Regions from separate parts of the Mus musculus genome. Here region 1 is linked to region 2. Evidence: chromatin contacts called from public capture Hi-C data. All regions are on one chromosome and are shown on one strand. Each heading gives the region's core, a stretch centred on a gene start, on an enhancer-like site or on the middle of the called end of the contact. The rest is flanking DNA. Distances are from core to core; before and after follow the strand shown.

Region 1 (3,941 bases), core at 1,268-3,767, 830 kb after region 2:
CTGGGAAGGAACAAAGTCAAAAACATAAGAGGAACAGCTTTTACTAAAAGTGGCCTACCTATCTTTTCCACAAAATTATCTTCCCATCTATATTGGGATATAATTGTGAGAGGAAAAATCAGTTTCTAAAAGTAAAATTATTATATCCAAGGTTACAAATGTTTTAAGTAAGGTTGTTTCTAACAAAGTTGATATCACTTAAACCAGATTGGCAAACGACTCTGCCTGTATCGCAGCCTCTGGTTCTTTTCAACACACCTTGCAAAGTCTGGTTGATGGTAAACAACCTGTAACAGCCAGTGACCTCGCTCCAGGCCGTCCTTGACTTGTTTTGTTGACTCTTTCATTTTCATTCAGAATAAACTAACCTTTTACACTGATGCAGCTTTGATTCAAAATCCTTTATATATCTGTGAAGTCTTCATTCAAAAAAAAAAGGAGCAAATTTTTAAATCATAATGTTCACCAAAAAAAGTGAATTAAAACTGGTGAAGACTTTAAGAAAGTAATTCAAGATAATTTCCACCCTTTTGTTCCTGTAACTAGTTTAAATCTGCTTTTATCTGGGAGAGCCTTCCCAGGAGTCCTCCAGCGCTTATTCCTAAGCAACAGGGGAGACAAGCAGAACAGAAATGATATGACCCTGGAAACAGACATGCCTGAATCTCTGAAGAGATTTAGGAAATTCAAAATAGCAATGTCCTTTAGATTGCTATGTCGTTCCTGCAAATGACTGACAGCTCTGCGGCTTGAGGAGCTTCAAAGACATCTTATTTCCTTTCCAGTTTCTCAGTGATGTCCATATTAAGGACGACAGAAAGACCCAAGACACCGTATGATAGAAGTGTATTTAAACAACCAGAGACTGAAGTCAGGAAAGACAGCTGCTCCGTAGTCAGATTTTAGGGGAAGGGTACATCATTAACTCCCAAACTAAGTCTGCTCCTGCCCGTCCCACACTGGACAGTGGCGGTACACAGACGAAGATGTTTCTGGATGGATAGCAACAAAGCATCGGTAACTTCAGGTGATGCCAGGCAGCGAGACATACTTCTCCTGTTCCACTAACAAAGAAATCTCCATCTGTGAAGATTGTGAGTAGCTAAAGTCCACTATCGACTTAAATATCGTTGCTTTACATTTAGACTAGAGATGGGGAGGGTAAATATAAATACACACACACACACACACACATATATATACATATACATATACATATACATATATATTTTTTAAATTAATTAATCTTAATCAATCTGACTTTTAAACTTTAATTAAATAATAAAATTTATATAATAAAGAAAGTAACTAGTGAGGTGGTCCTTACTCTTAAGGTTTTTTTTATCTCCTATTTATTAAAATAATAAGCACTCTACTAAAATTACCAGCAAACCAGTTTTAAAAGCTAAGCAACGCTGAGAGTAATAACCAGGATGGTCACCAATCAATCCTTCAAGGAGTTGAGACACGCAAAGCATCTTACACTAATGAGAAGAGAGCACCTTTCTTTGTAAAAAGCCTTCTTTCACTCTAATGTGATGCTCTGTAAGGCACAATGCTGCATCTGCAGACCATACTCCACCCAATAGGCAGGTAAATGTGGGACAGGTGAGGTGTTTGCACCAAGCCTGCCCACCTGAATTCAATCCTCTGGAACCAAATGGTGGAAGAAAAGAATTGACTCCAAAACTGCCCTCCATGATCCCACCATGGTTAAGTGTGCACACAACACACACACACACACACACACACACACACACACACACACACACACACACACACACTAAATGTAATTTTAAGTGACTTAAGTCCAGCCTACAAGGCAGCGTTCGTGGTTAAAAAAAAAAAAAAAAAAAAAGTTGACATCTCATAAAACAAACTGCAGTATGACAACACAGATTGGAAAGTTCAAAGTGAACATTTTTTTTCAATTAAAAAAATGTTTGAGCACAATATATATTAGGGAATTGTCTCAACACCTCGATGTACAAATAGCCAATCTTTCACAGTCCTTCAAGGAACTCATTAGATAAATTGGAATGATTAGATTTCCTTCCCTCTCTCCACTCCCTTCCTGAAATTGAGAACAGAAAAGCCTATTAGCAGGTCCATCTTCAGGAAAGCTGGCTTAGTGGTACCATGGCAACAGGCCATCATCACACAAAGGGGACCTGTATTGAGAGGCTGAGAGAGCCTAATGGGGGAAACTCAGCAAGGTGGCCAGGTGACACGGCTATCCGCGCGCACATTTTCTAAAAGCCCAAACTAGCAGGATATTTCTTTATAGTTGCTGAAGTATATAGCCACAGAGAGAAATGCCTGTGGCTATTTATCTTTAAGACCTATTTTAAAGGAAATCTTTTCTTACGTCTCCCGCAGGTGCTCTGTCTCCCGTCTTCTTGTTCTTGGCTGACTGACTCTTCCTTCCGCTTTTCATTAGCTGATCTGAGTTTGTGCAAAAACCACCGTGAAGTTCCCTTTCCAGGTAATGAGCTCCTCTGGGGATCTCCTGTGTCACAGCTCTTAGGAGATTTCACAAGCCCTGTCCCCAGGTCGTGGGAGGCAAGGTAGGACCAGGTGACTGGTTTCACCCACAATAGCATCCCTATTTGCTCCTGAAGCAAGGCCCAGCTGCTGACACTGCTAAGAGGAACTTAGACATGCAAAGGCCACCGACTCTGAGAAAGTGTAACATGGTCATTTCAAAAATAATCGTTCTGAAAACTTTCAGACCATCTTTCAGAAAACTTTCTTACTAGACACTAAATCATTGGGTTATATTTATAAAATTCCTAAGATTTTATTTTAGGTTATCGAGACACTAAGAGTATCTCTGAGACCACTGAAGGGACAGCACCTCCCTCCAAGACTCCACAGGCTATACAACCCTTTCATGGTGGTCATCTAAGACCATCCTGCATATCAGATATTTACGTTACAATTCACAACAATAGCAAAGCTACAGTTATAGAGTAGCAATGAAAATTTTTATGGTGTGGGGGGCAGGGTCAACATGAAGAACTGTATTAAAGGTTCAAAGCATTACGAAAGTTGAGAGTCACTCTGTTAAATAGACAAAGTCATAAATTGCGCTTCCCTAAATTCTTATCTTATACCCACAGATTAATGTAGTTCTCAATGCCCACCAAAGAGGCTTAGTTTAGGCATAGCTGGTGATTAAGACAGAGACCCACAACCAGTCAACATGCAGAGAATGAATACCTGTTGAATTCTCGGCTTTAAATGAGACATCTATGTCAAACCTCTTCCCTTAAAAGCTCAGTGACCTGGGCTGTCGAGATGGCTCAGCGGGTCAAAGCACTGATTGCTCTACCAAAGGTCCTGAGTTCAAATCCCAGCAACCACATGGTGGCTCACAACCACCTGGAATGAGATCTGACGCCCTCTTCTGGTGCGTCTGAAGACAGCTACAGTGTACAATAATAAAGAAATTATTAAAAAAAAAAAAAAAGCTCAGTGACCTTATAATAGCCAGAAGCTGGAAAGAACCCAGATGCCCCTCAGCAGAGGAATGGATACAGAAAATGTGGTACATTTACACAATGGAGTACTACTCAGCTATTAAAAGGAATGAATTTATGAAATTCCTAGGTAAATGGATGGACCTGGAGGGCATCATCCTGAGTGAGGTAACACAATCACAAAGGAACTCACACAATATGTACTCACTGATAAGTGGATATTAGCCCAGAAACTTAGGACACCCAAGATATAAGATACAATTTGCTAAACGCATGAAACTCAAGAAGAACGAAGACCAAAGTGTGGACACTGTGCCCCTTCATAGAATTGGGAACAAAACACCCATGGAAAGAGTTACAGAGATAAAGTTTGGAGCTGTGAAGAAAGGATGGACCATATCCAGGGATCCATCCCATAATCAGCTTCCAAACGCTGACACCATTGCATACACTAGCAAG
Region 2 (4,104 bases), core at 415-2,914:
TCCATACCCTTTATAACACACACACACACACACACACACACACACACGATAATATAAATATAATCTTTTAAAATATCTTTTAAAAAATATTCTCAATAAACAAGCATGACTATACACTGTAAGGCATGTGTGACAACTACAGGAAGCGACCAACAGATAATTAGCTAATAATTAATTATTGTAATTATATTTTAAAATAATTACAATTAACAATTAATCGTTATACATATGTACATAGATTACTTATTCCACCCCAAGAATGTTGCCAGTTAAGAAGTAAACTCAAAAGCATAATCGCAGAGACATCACTGAGTCAGCACCAGGGGTGTGGTTTGTCTCTGCATCTGTGCAATCCCTTTCACCAACTCTTCAACTGAGCTACTTCCCACAGTAAATTCTGAGCAGCTGCAGTCTCCACCTGCCAGGCTTAAAAAGGAGATCCACCCATCCCCTCAGGCAGGCTCTGCAGGCTGCACCAAACACCCTTGGTAGAAGCATACATCCCTAATGTCCCAGTCCCAAAAGCAAAGGGGTGGAATTAGCAATCTGATGGTGTAGGGACAGCTAGCTACTGTGCTTGGAACTAAGAGTGACAGTAAGTAGAAGACTGACAGATCTCCGCCCCACTTTGCAATCATCATTGGTTCTTTACTTTGGAAAACTCCAAGCTGTTTTCTCTCCTAAGCTCCTCTCATCATCTTCCTCCTTTCCCTGTGGCTTGTCAGCTCTGATTCAGCATCAGTCAGATGTCCTTGGGCCCTTGGGCTTGTTGGGATGAGAAAGGGAAAGAAGGGAGGTGCCTGCCAGTAACCTGGATTTAGGAGGTTGAGTCTGAAAATGGACTGTGGGAAATTATAATCTCGCTTCAACTGCTTGCAACCAGCATGTCTTCTTGTCTCTTGATATGTATTTATTTAGTCTCCACCTCTAGATCAGAGAGACCTTGTAATCTGTAGCCTTATCACACTAACCATAGCCAAAGGGCCGCCGGCATTCCCATAACCTCCCATCTGTCCTAAAAAGCACTATTGTCTTTTTACACACTCATGATCCCAGCAGTAAACACAAGCTCTCCGCTCCCTCGCTCACAGGAAACCCATCAGACAGAACAGGCTTGAAGTCTCCAAGACCCTTCCAGAAGCCACCTCTGTGCTTAAGGTCACAACCTACAGGGGCGGATTCCCAAGGGATCAGAACCATCTGGAGAGCTCAGTGAGGTCACAGACCCAAGGCACCCCAACTGTAATTAATCATCCAGCAGAGAGAAAGTGGATCATAGAAAAACTCTTCCTCTTCAACTTCTGCTTGGTCTTTGAGCTCTCTCTGCAGCCGAGCTCTGGGCTTCCTGGTAACCCAGACCCGTCCATTTCCACCCTCTTCCCTCGCTCTCCCCAGACCCTCTTCCACCTAATCTTCTCTGAGGGTCCTTCTCGCCAGCAGGAAATTCATCAAGCGATCCTGGGGGGGGCGGCGCCTGTTCTCTAGACCGCACCTCCAAAGTCAGAGACATCACTTTCAAAACTTTGTAACTCCCTCTCCCCAAGTCCAAGGAAGAGTCCTGGAGCGCAGCCCCGCACTCTGCAGGCCCCGTCCGGTCCCCGTGCTCCACTCACCCGCCGCCACTGCTGCCGCCGCCGCCGCTGCGAAGGTGGCGCCCAGGAAGCTGGGAGGAGGGAGGCGCACCTGCGCGGGCGGCGGGCGGGAGCTGGCCGCACCTCCCGGGCGGTGCCGAGCGTGTCACCAGGGGGCGGCGAGTTGCAACAGGTCCCGATTCTCTACACAGAGTAGCACACACGGCCCAGCGCCCTGTCTGAACTCAAAATCCCAGCCCTGCACACAGCACTCTTTCTTTTCCTCCTCGCCCGCCGGGCTGGGACGCTGGAGCAAGTCTGGACACCTGCGCGCTGCGAGCAGGGACCCGGAAAAGCCAAGCACACCTGGGAAGAAGGTGGACCTTTGAGCTGGACAGGGGTGCTTTCCGCCTGGCTCTTGGGCTCCAGGATGCACTCTGGAGCCCCAAGCTTTGGAGCAGGGCTGACCCGCAGCCCGTAGCCCACAGCCCGCAGGGCAGGCCCCCTGGCTGGTTTGGAAAAGACAGAGATTGAAAGGTAGTTGAAAGAAAGAATTTCAAAAACCAGCAGCTTGGGTATGGATTTTCGACTGTCTTGATTTACTTGGAAGGAAAGGACAGAGTTGAAAACAGGGATGTCAGCAATACAAGCAGCTCTCTCCTGGGAACAATGGAAGAAGCAGAGACTGAAATTTGATTTGTTTAATTAAATGTATTTATTCACTTTACAACCCAAATATCAGCTCTTCCTCTCCTCCCAGTGCCCCCCTCCCCTCAAGTAAGTCCTCTCCCCATTCCCCTGAGAGGGGAAGCCCCCTTCTGGGTGTCAGGCCACACTGCTGTCATCCCACCACTACCCTACCCACGCTGAACATTAAGTTGCTGCAGGACTAGGCATATCCTCTCCTATGGAGGCCAGACAAGGCTGTCCATTTAAGGGTGTGGGATCCACAGGCAGGCTGGTAGGCAACAAACAGACTAGGATAGCCCCTGTTCTCCTTGTCTGAGGGACCTGCAGGAAGAACAAACTGCTCATCTGCTACACATGTGCAGAGAGCCTAGGTCAAGCCGTGCTCACCCAGGTTAGTGATTCATTCTCTGGGAGATTCCAAGAGTCCAGGTTAGATGACACTCTGTTGGTCTTCCTGTGGGGTCCCTGTCCTCTTCGGGTCCCTCAATCTCAAATGTGGTCTGTCTACACGATGGAATACTGCTCAGCCATTAAAAACATCCTGAATTTCGCAGGCAAATGGATGGAACTAGAAAATATCTCCCTGAGTGAAGTAACCCAGACCGAAAAGGACATGCATAGTATGTAGTCACTTATAAGTGGATATTAGCCATAAAGTACAGATAACCATGCTACAATCCACAGACCCAAAGAAGCCAAAGAACAGGAGAGTTCAGGGAGTCAGTCTCAGAAGGAGAAACCAAATAGAACAAATAGATATTGGAAGTCTATGGAAGGAGGGAACTGCGTGGAAGAGGGGAGTGGGGCAGGAGGAGGATTATGTAGGAAGAGCAGAGGAGAAAGGAAATCAGCTGAGGGACAAGGGGCGGAGACAATCTCTAGGATGTGCCAGTGACCTGGGATGGGGAGAGGCTCCAGAAGGTCTAAGGGGGCAACTCTAGTTGCGATTCCTAGCAGGATATGGATCCTGAAGGGGCCACCTCCTGTAGCCAGGCAGGACTCCCAGTGGAAGGATACGGACAGTAACCCACCCACAAAGCCTTGGACCCAAAATGTGTCCTGCCTGCAAAATGTACAGGCACAAAGACAGAGCAGAGTCTAGAATGTCTAACCAATGACTGCCCCAAGCTCAGACCCATCCCATGGGCAAGAACCAATCCACGACACTTATCATTGATACTCCCTTGTGCTTGCAGACACGAATCGAGCAAAGCTGTCCTCTAAGAAGCTCCACCCAGCAGCTAGATGGAGCTTCAGAGTCTTATGGAAGAGCTGCAGTTTGATTTTAACAGAAACACAGCAGTCAAGTTTCATTTCTGTTCCTCTCAATTAATGCCATGCATGTTAAAAATAACCTTTATAGTCATGAAACCATCAAGATCCAGCCAACTCCGACCGTGTTAACATCGCAGCCAATGAATCTGGAGAGTGGCTCGATCCATAAGAGTGCTGGCTGCTCTTCCAGAAGACTCAGGTTTGATTCCCAGCACCCACTGACATCTCACAACCATCTATAACTCCCGTATGAGGGGATCCAGCCCCCTCTTCTGGCTTCTTCAGGCCATAAGAATGAATATGATGCACACACACACACACACACACACACACACACACACACACACATTATGTATCTGTCTGTCTGTCTATCTATCTATCTATCTATCTATCTATCTATCTATCTATCTATGCAGACAAAATACTTGAACACGTAAAAAAATTTTTTTTCAATGTGGCTTGGTAAAGGAATGTGACATCTATGGCCAAGACAAACGCTCTTTCATCTTCTAGTATGACACTTATATAGTCACAAAATGGAATTAACCTTTAAACTACTTGTATGGAA

What was found. Capture Hi-C pulls out chosen DNA fragments and counts their contacts.
Region 1: a capture Hi-C map of embryonic stem cells shows a contact between it and region 2, with 4 times the contacts expected there. The contact joins the promoter of 5730403I07Rik here to the promoter of Fam83b in region 2. A contact is called at or near these places in 1 of 39 promoter capture datasets (embryonic stem cells), 1 of 115 datasets of contacts at active chromatin or transcription factors (embryonic midbrain) and 1 of 9 other capture datasets (embryonic stem cells).

The regions. Positions count from the first base shown.
Region 1 is chr9:77,396,899-77,400,839 of GRCm38.p6, forward strand. It overlaps 5730403I07Rik (RIKEN cDNA 5730403I07 gene), which reads right to left and starts at 2,518. Exons shown (of 4, transcript NR_040378.1): 1 at 2,369-2,518.
Region 2 is chr9:76,565,451-76,569,554 of GRCm38.p6, forward strand. It overlaps Fam83b (family with sequence similarity 83, member B), which reads right to left and starts at 1,665. Exons shown (of 5, transcript NM_001045518.2): 1 at 1,614-1,665.